Regions from separate parts of the Mus musculus genome. Here region 2 is linked to region 1. Evidence: chromatin contacts called from public promoter capture Hi-C data. All regions are on one chromosome and are shown on one strand. Each heading gives the region's core, a stretch centred on a gene start, on an enhancer-like site or on the middle of the called end of the contact. The rest is flanking DNA. Distances are from core to core; before and after follow the strand shown.

What was found. Promoter capture Hi-C pulls out the DNA fragments that hold promoters and counts their contacts.
Region 2: a contact with region 1 is called in a promoter capture Hi-C map of neural stem cells. The contact joins the enhancer-like site here to the promoter of Fkbp15 in region 1. A contact is called at or near these places in 2 of 39 promoter capture datasets (the C10 cell line and neural stem cells), 1 of 484 Hi-C or Micro-C datasets (granulocyte-monocyte progenitors), 1 of 115 datasets of contacts at active chromatin or transcription factors (bone marrow-derived macrophages) and 2 of 9 other capture datasets (adipose tissue and liver).

Annotation. Positions count from the first base shown.
Region 1 is chr4:62,359,324-62,361,906 of GRCm38.p6, reverse strand. Fkbp15 (FK506 binding protein 15) reads left to right here and starts at 1,311. Exons shown (of 28, transcript NM_001045528.2): 1 at 1,311-1,537. The coding sequence starts at 1,485. Slc31a1 (solute carrier family 31, member 1) reads right to left here and starts at 1,206. Exons shown (of 5, transcript NM_175090.4): 1 at 1,064-1,206.
Region 2 is chr4:62,659,424-62,662,006 of GRCm38.p6, reverse strand. The region is part of intron 10 of Rgs3 (regulator of G-protein signaling 3); the gene reads right to left. It overlaps Gm52741 (a long non-coding RNA gene), which reads left to right. Exons shown (of 3, transcript XR_003955422.1): 2 at 354-440; 3 at 630-2,162. Among named protein-coding and RNA genes, the nearest start is that of Gm52741, 9.2 kb to the left of the region's middle. Within about 2 kb of position 1,271, at least 129 of the 459 cell types and tissues checked have an H3K27ac peak or open chromatin away from gene starts, as enhancers often do. A contact at or near this core is called in neural stem cells, where this site is marked.

The DNA of each region.
Region 1 (2,583 bases), core at 62-2,561:
AGGGAACAAAGCTAAGTTATATTATTCAATCTAATAAAAAATTAATGAGAATCCACTGTGGGCAAGAAGACTTACAAGTTAGTAGTTCAAAAACTGTAATAAAAAGCCCCACAGGGGAAGTGCCAAGAGGTACAAAGTTCTCTGGGAGAGAGCTTCCAATCTCTTTAGTATCATCAGAAGAGACTAAAACATTCCGGAAAGGGACACTTACAGGATCAACCTGACTGGGAAGAAAACCAGAAAGAACTCCAATGAGAACTGTGGAAATGGACACTGGGACACACTATCTGCTTAGCCACAGCGTGGCTAAGCAAGATCGTTCAAAAAAAAAAAAAAAAAAACCCAAAAACAAAAACAAAACAGGCTAACCAAAGAAATATAGAAGAAAGACATGCAACAGAGTGGGCGAAAACTGGAGGCAGAAAAGTCAGCGACAACCAATGTTGACTTAAAACCTTGGCAACAAAACTCAGCTCAGCAAAACTGGATTGAGGACTTTCTACCTTCAAAGTCTCGTCCATCATCCACCCTCCCGAATATCCCAGCTCTTCTGGACCTCTCTTATCTGGACTTTAGAAACAGGGTCCTTTCCCAAGTCCTATGCCACACAGTCTAGTTAAGGGCCAGGCTTCCTCACTCATCAGCTCTCTAAACCCTGATACAAAGGACCAGGTCTGCTCTTCACTCTGTGTGACCTCGGACTAGTCACCCAAGTGGCTAGTTCTTCTGTCTTCTTGCCTGCAGATCAGTTTATTACGAAGAGACCCGGATCAGACTCGATGATTTCAGAGATTTAAAACCTTGAAAAAGCGCATATGGAGACACTGGACACGCGGTCCTTTGCGTAGATGGGGAAACTGAGGCACCGAGCACCCTGCCCTAAGGTCATAACAGCAATGTCGCTGTAAGATCCCTGCCACTGTTCGGCTCAGATCCCATGACTTCTAGTCCGGGGCTCTTTCTCCTTCCGCCCAGCTTAAGGGAGCTGCGGGGGGTCCAGGGTTCGGGAGGGAAAAGGACAGCGAACACGCCGGGTTTGGGAAAAGGAGGGGAGTGACCTTACCTTCACAGGGTAAGCCCCGCCGCCTTAGTCTTCCTCTCAGAACTGGATCCCCTAGTCCGGTACGGACTTCTACCAAGCCCCCGCCACTACTGCCCGGCTCGACGTGTCCCACGACCGCAGTAAAGGCCGCGGATTCCCGCCCTGGACCCGCCCCCTGGGTGATCCCACCAATCACCGCTCAGAACCTAGGAACTCCACCTCCTCGGAGGGCTGGTGAGGCCTTGCGTCACTGGGAGCTCACCTCCTCATTTGCCTTTGCTCCACCTCCTCCACCGCTGGGTCTCCTCTGGGCCTCACTACCCTGAGAGAGTTTGTCCTGCCGGAAAGCAGCTCGCCGCCACGGCGTTTTACGTTACCGGCGGTGACAGGCCCTGGGAACATCCAACTTCCTCCTCCCTTCAGCTGGGCGAAAGCCGACGTGATGTTCGGTGCCGGAGACGAGGATGACACCGACTTCCTCTCGCCAAGCGGCGGGTGAGTGATTGAGGAACGGGACCCGAGCGCTGGGCTGAGAGACTGGCGCGGTGGCTGCAGGGGTCGGGCTCTTCTCAGGCCGCTTCCCAACTTCCGGGTCTAGACAGACCCTCGGCGCGTTCCACCGCTCAGCCTTCGCATTCTGAGTAGCGGTGTCACCTCGGCCCGTCTGGGTTCAGGAACTGGAACCTCCCTTGACACCCTTTTGCTTTGTGAATCACACTTTCTCCAGTGAAATGGAGAGGATTGCTGGGGAGACTGCTTGCCTCGGAGTTTATATAGGAGTCAGCTCCTATAATAAATATACGAGCTGTAAACTCAAGAGACTTTCTCTTCCCCGAGAACAGGATGGTGACACTTTGAACCAGGACCTGGTGGGCCATCTCTGGCATCCTTCAAAGCCTACTTCAGAGGTTACCTTTTTGGTGATTCTTTGCTTTCACAGTCCCGGGAGGAATAGTCTGCTTCATCTTCCATATTTCCACAAGCCTTAGCACATGGAACCTACTGAAATCTAAGCCCTGACTGAACTGCTTATGGTTGCTCATTTCTGTCTAGGTCTCAGAACAGTAACTCCTGGTGCACATTGATTGCTCACGAAGTGCCTGCGAAATTATGCTTTTTAAGCCCTAAGGTGTAACGCCAATGGGAAAGACTATTCGTTTTCTTCTGCTTTCAAACATCATATATGCCATCTTGGGAGAGAAGTCTTTAACGGCAGGCTAGATCCACCCCACCCCCCCCCTTTAATAATTAGCTCAGTGTTTTCCCTTGCGTTGTCCTAGTGGACCTCATGTCTCCCTTCAGACTTGTTAACTGCAAAGCTCACATCTTTGCACAGCCCTTCTTTGAACGCCTGCTTTACAAGTTTTGTGCATAGTGATGAACCTACTTAAGAATGACTGACACATCATCCTACCAATAATGATTAGTCTCCTAGAATACTGGGCAGTCAATACAGGAGTGACCATAAGATGACTGGCTTTCTTTTGATTGTGTGTGTGTGTGTGAGAGAGAGATGTATGCATGTATGCATGTTGTGAACA
Region 2 (2,583 bases), core at 22-2,521, 300 kb before region 1:
TGAATCCCTACCCTGGTTTTCTCAGAGGCAGGTGTGTGTGTGTGTGTGTGTGTGTGTGTGTGTGTGTGTGTGTGTGTGTGTGGAGAGGGGTACCCTCAGACTTAGAGAACCAGGGTGTTATGATCAGGTTTTCTTCCCTCTGAGGATGCCTGCATGAGCGTGGAGATAGGGTTTAACCCTGGCCAGATTGCATCATAGATTAAGCCGGGTGTGGGCCTGCTGGTATCTGCATAGCCTCTGAAGCAAGAGTAAAACCTCTGAACCAAACCTCAGCTCTGGTCCCAGGGCTCATGGCCCTGGGCAAAAAAAAGCCACTTCCTCTTTGTGATCCTGTTTCTTCTTCTCTATTATAGAATAGAAGGAGGGACCCGCCCATCAGTTGAATTCAGGCCTCTGACCGCTACAGAGCATCTCCTATGAGCCATGCAACATGAAATAAGGTATGGCCTCCGCTTGCCCCTAAGGAGCTTGCAGGCTTTCCGGTGTGGCAGACCTTACTGCCTGGTTCACCATGCTAATAGGCATGGAACACACTCCTCTGGCAAGCACAGTGTGGGCGGGGACAGCCATCTCTGAGGCACACCTCAGAAAGGGTGTGTCAAAGAGGTGCTAAGCCCTGGTCTCCCTAGGGACTGCAGCCGCCAGGGACATTGAAAGTGAACAATGGTGTCAAGGAACAGCCTGCCCATGGGAAGTCACAAGAACTTTTGGGAGGGACACTCCCACCCATGGAGCCAGAAGAGCATGGAGAGTCAAGCTGTGACCTCGGGAGAGCCCTTCAACAAGGCACTGATGACCCAGCCCTGTCAGGCCTTCTCAGCTGGAATGAATGGTCTGTGGTTGCAAGGAAACAGTTGACCCACTAATGTGTGCAGACATTAGCTGTGTGATCTCAGCAAGTTTAACCTTTTGAAGATCCAGTACCTACAAACTAGGTAGAGCAGGAGTCTATTCTTAAGGGGATACCATACCACATCAGGCTCTAGTGAAGGTCAAAGAGAAAGCGAAGGGCAGGAGTTAGAAGCCATGCCTGGCTCACACAGGAGTGTCTGGCAGATCATCCAACACTCAATGGCTGGGGAGTGGCAGCCTTTCTAGAGACTAGCTTGGAGCAAAAGGAAAGTAAGACAGAGCACAGAGGCAGGTTGTTCTCTGTTCCTTAAGAGTTAAAAAAAAGAGAAGAAAGATGGCCGAGTCCTAACATAAAGCAGTCTGCCCTCAGCCTGGCCAGCAGTGGAGGGAGGGAGGGCAGGAGGTCTGGAGGCAGCCAGAAAAGCAGTGGAGCTGGGGAAAAGAATGCTCTGCGGAGAGGGAGTGGGAGGAGGGGGGCTGAAATCTGATCCCTTCGGTTCCCAGTTACTTAGATCTGTTGGTCTAAACCCAGTGGATTAGCAAAACCCAGGCTCAGATCCTGGCAGAGGGGAGCCCTCTTCACTGCATTTGGGTTAAGTCTCTATATTCTGTACCTATGCTCAGACTAGCAGGCCCGAGCCTAAGCTACTCTTCCCTGCCTCTGTCATCATTCCTTTACTGCCAGGGTGCCCCCATGACGGTGACCAATGATCCTGCTGAAAGCCAGACTGAGAAGGGGAAGGTCCTCCAGGGAGCTTGCCGCCGCCGGAGAGCATCTCTGCCTTTCACGGCAGACTTTTGTCAAATCCTGTGGAAATAGGTTTTTCTGGTTTTGTTTGTTTGCTTGTTTGTTTTCAACCTGGGCCACCACTTAGGAAAACTATCGCTCCTCACTTAATCTGTCTCCAAAGCATGCTTCCTCCGTGGAAGAGACCAAGATGTCTGAGACAGCCATCATTGTCTCCTGCCTCTCCTGGAGGCTCATGGGTGACTTTTCTTCCTTCTGTCCCTCAAAACACCTTTGCATCCACACAGGACAAAGGACTGGGTCTCTCACCAGCTGAGCCACCACAGGTTCAGTCACCTAATGCTTCAGAAGCCTTTACTGTTTTGTTCGTAAGATGTGTCTGTTTAGGGGAGTCTAAGCTCGGCGGGACCCCCCTGCCCTCTCCAAAGCGCATGCTCCCTGCAGGGTTCTCACTGAAGGAATGCATCCACGTGGCAAAGCTGCCCGTGCCTGTACTGTGGAGAACCTTCTTGGTGCCTTGGAGTTGACTGTGATTAGTAAGGGTCTTGATGACAGGAGTCGGAGGGGAAATTAATAATAATAATTATTATTATAATAGTAATAATAATAAGACATGTACAAATAAGAATCACCATTCTCAGAAGGTCTGTATAATTCCAGCTCCCAAAGGGCCAAAGGACTCAGGCAATGAGGGCTTCTATGAGAGATGAGCTTCAAAGGACTCAGAGTGGGAGACACAGAAATGGGATCCCAGAACGGGTAGGAGACTCAAAGAGGCACTTTGTATTCAAATCTCACAGATGGCCTTTCAACAATAAAGTGGCTGTGCTCCCGACCTCCCCGCTCCTGGGGCCGGAGACACCACCCAAGACAATTAGCCCATCAGGAAAGAAGTCGTTGTGTGCTTCTTAGCGTGATTTATGTGGCAGGGAGGGGGCCGGCGTGGTTCCCGTGATTATGACTCTCAGAGGCCACGCTGAGAG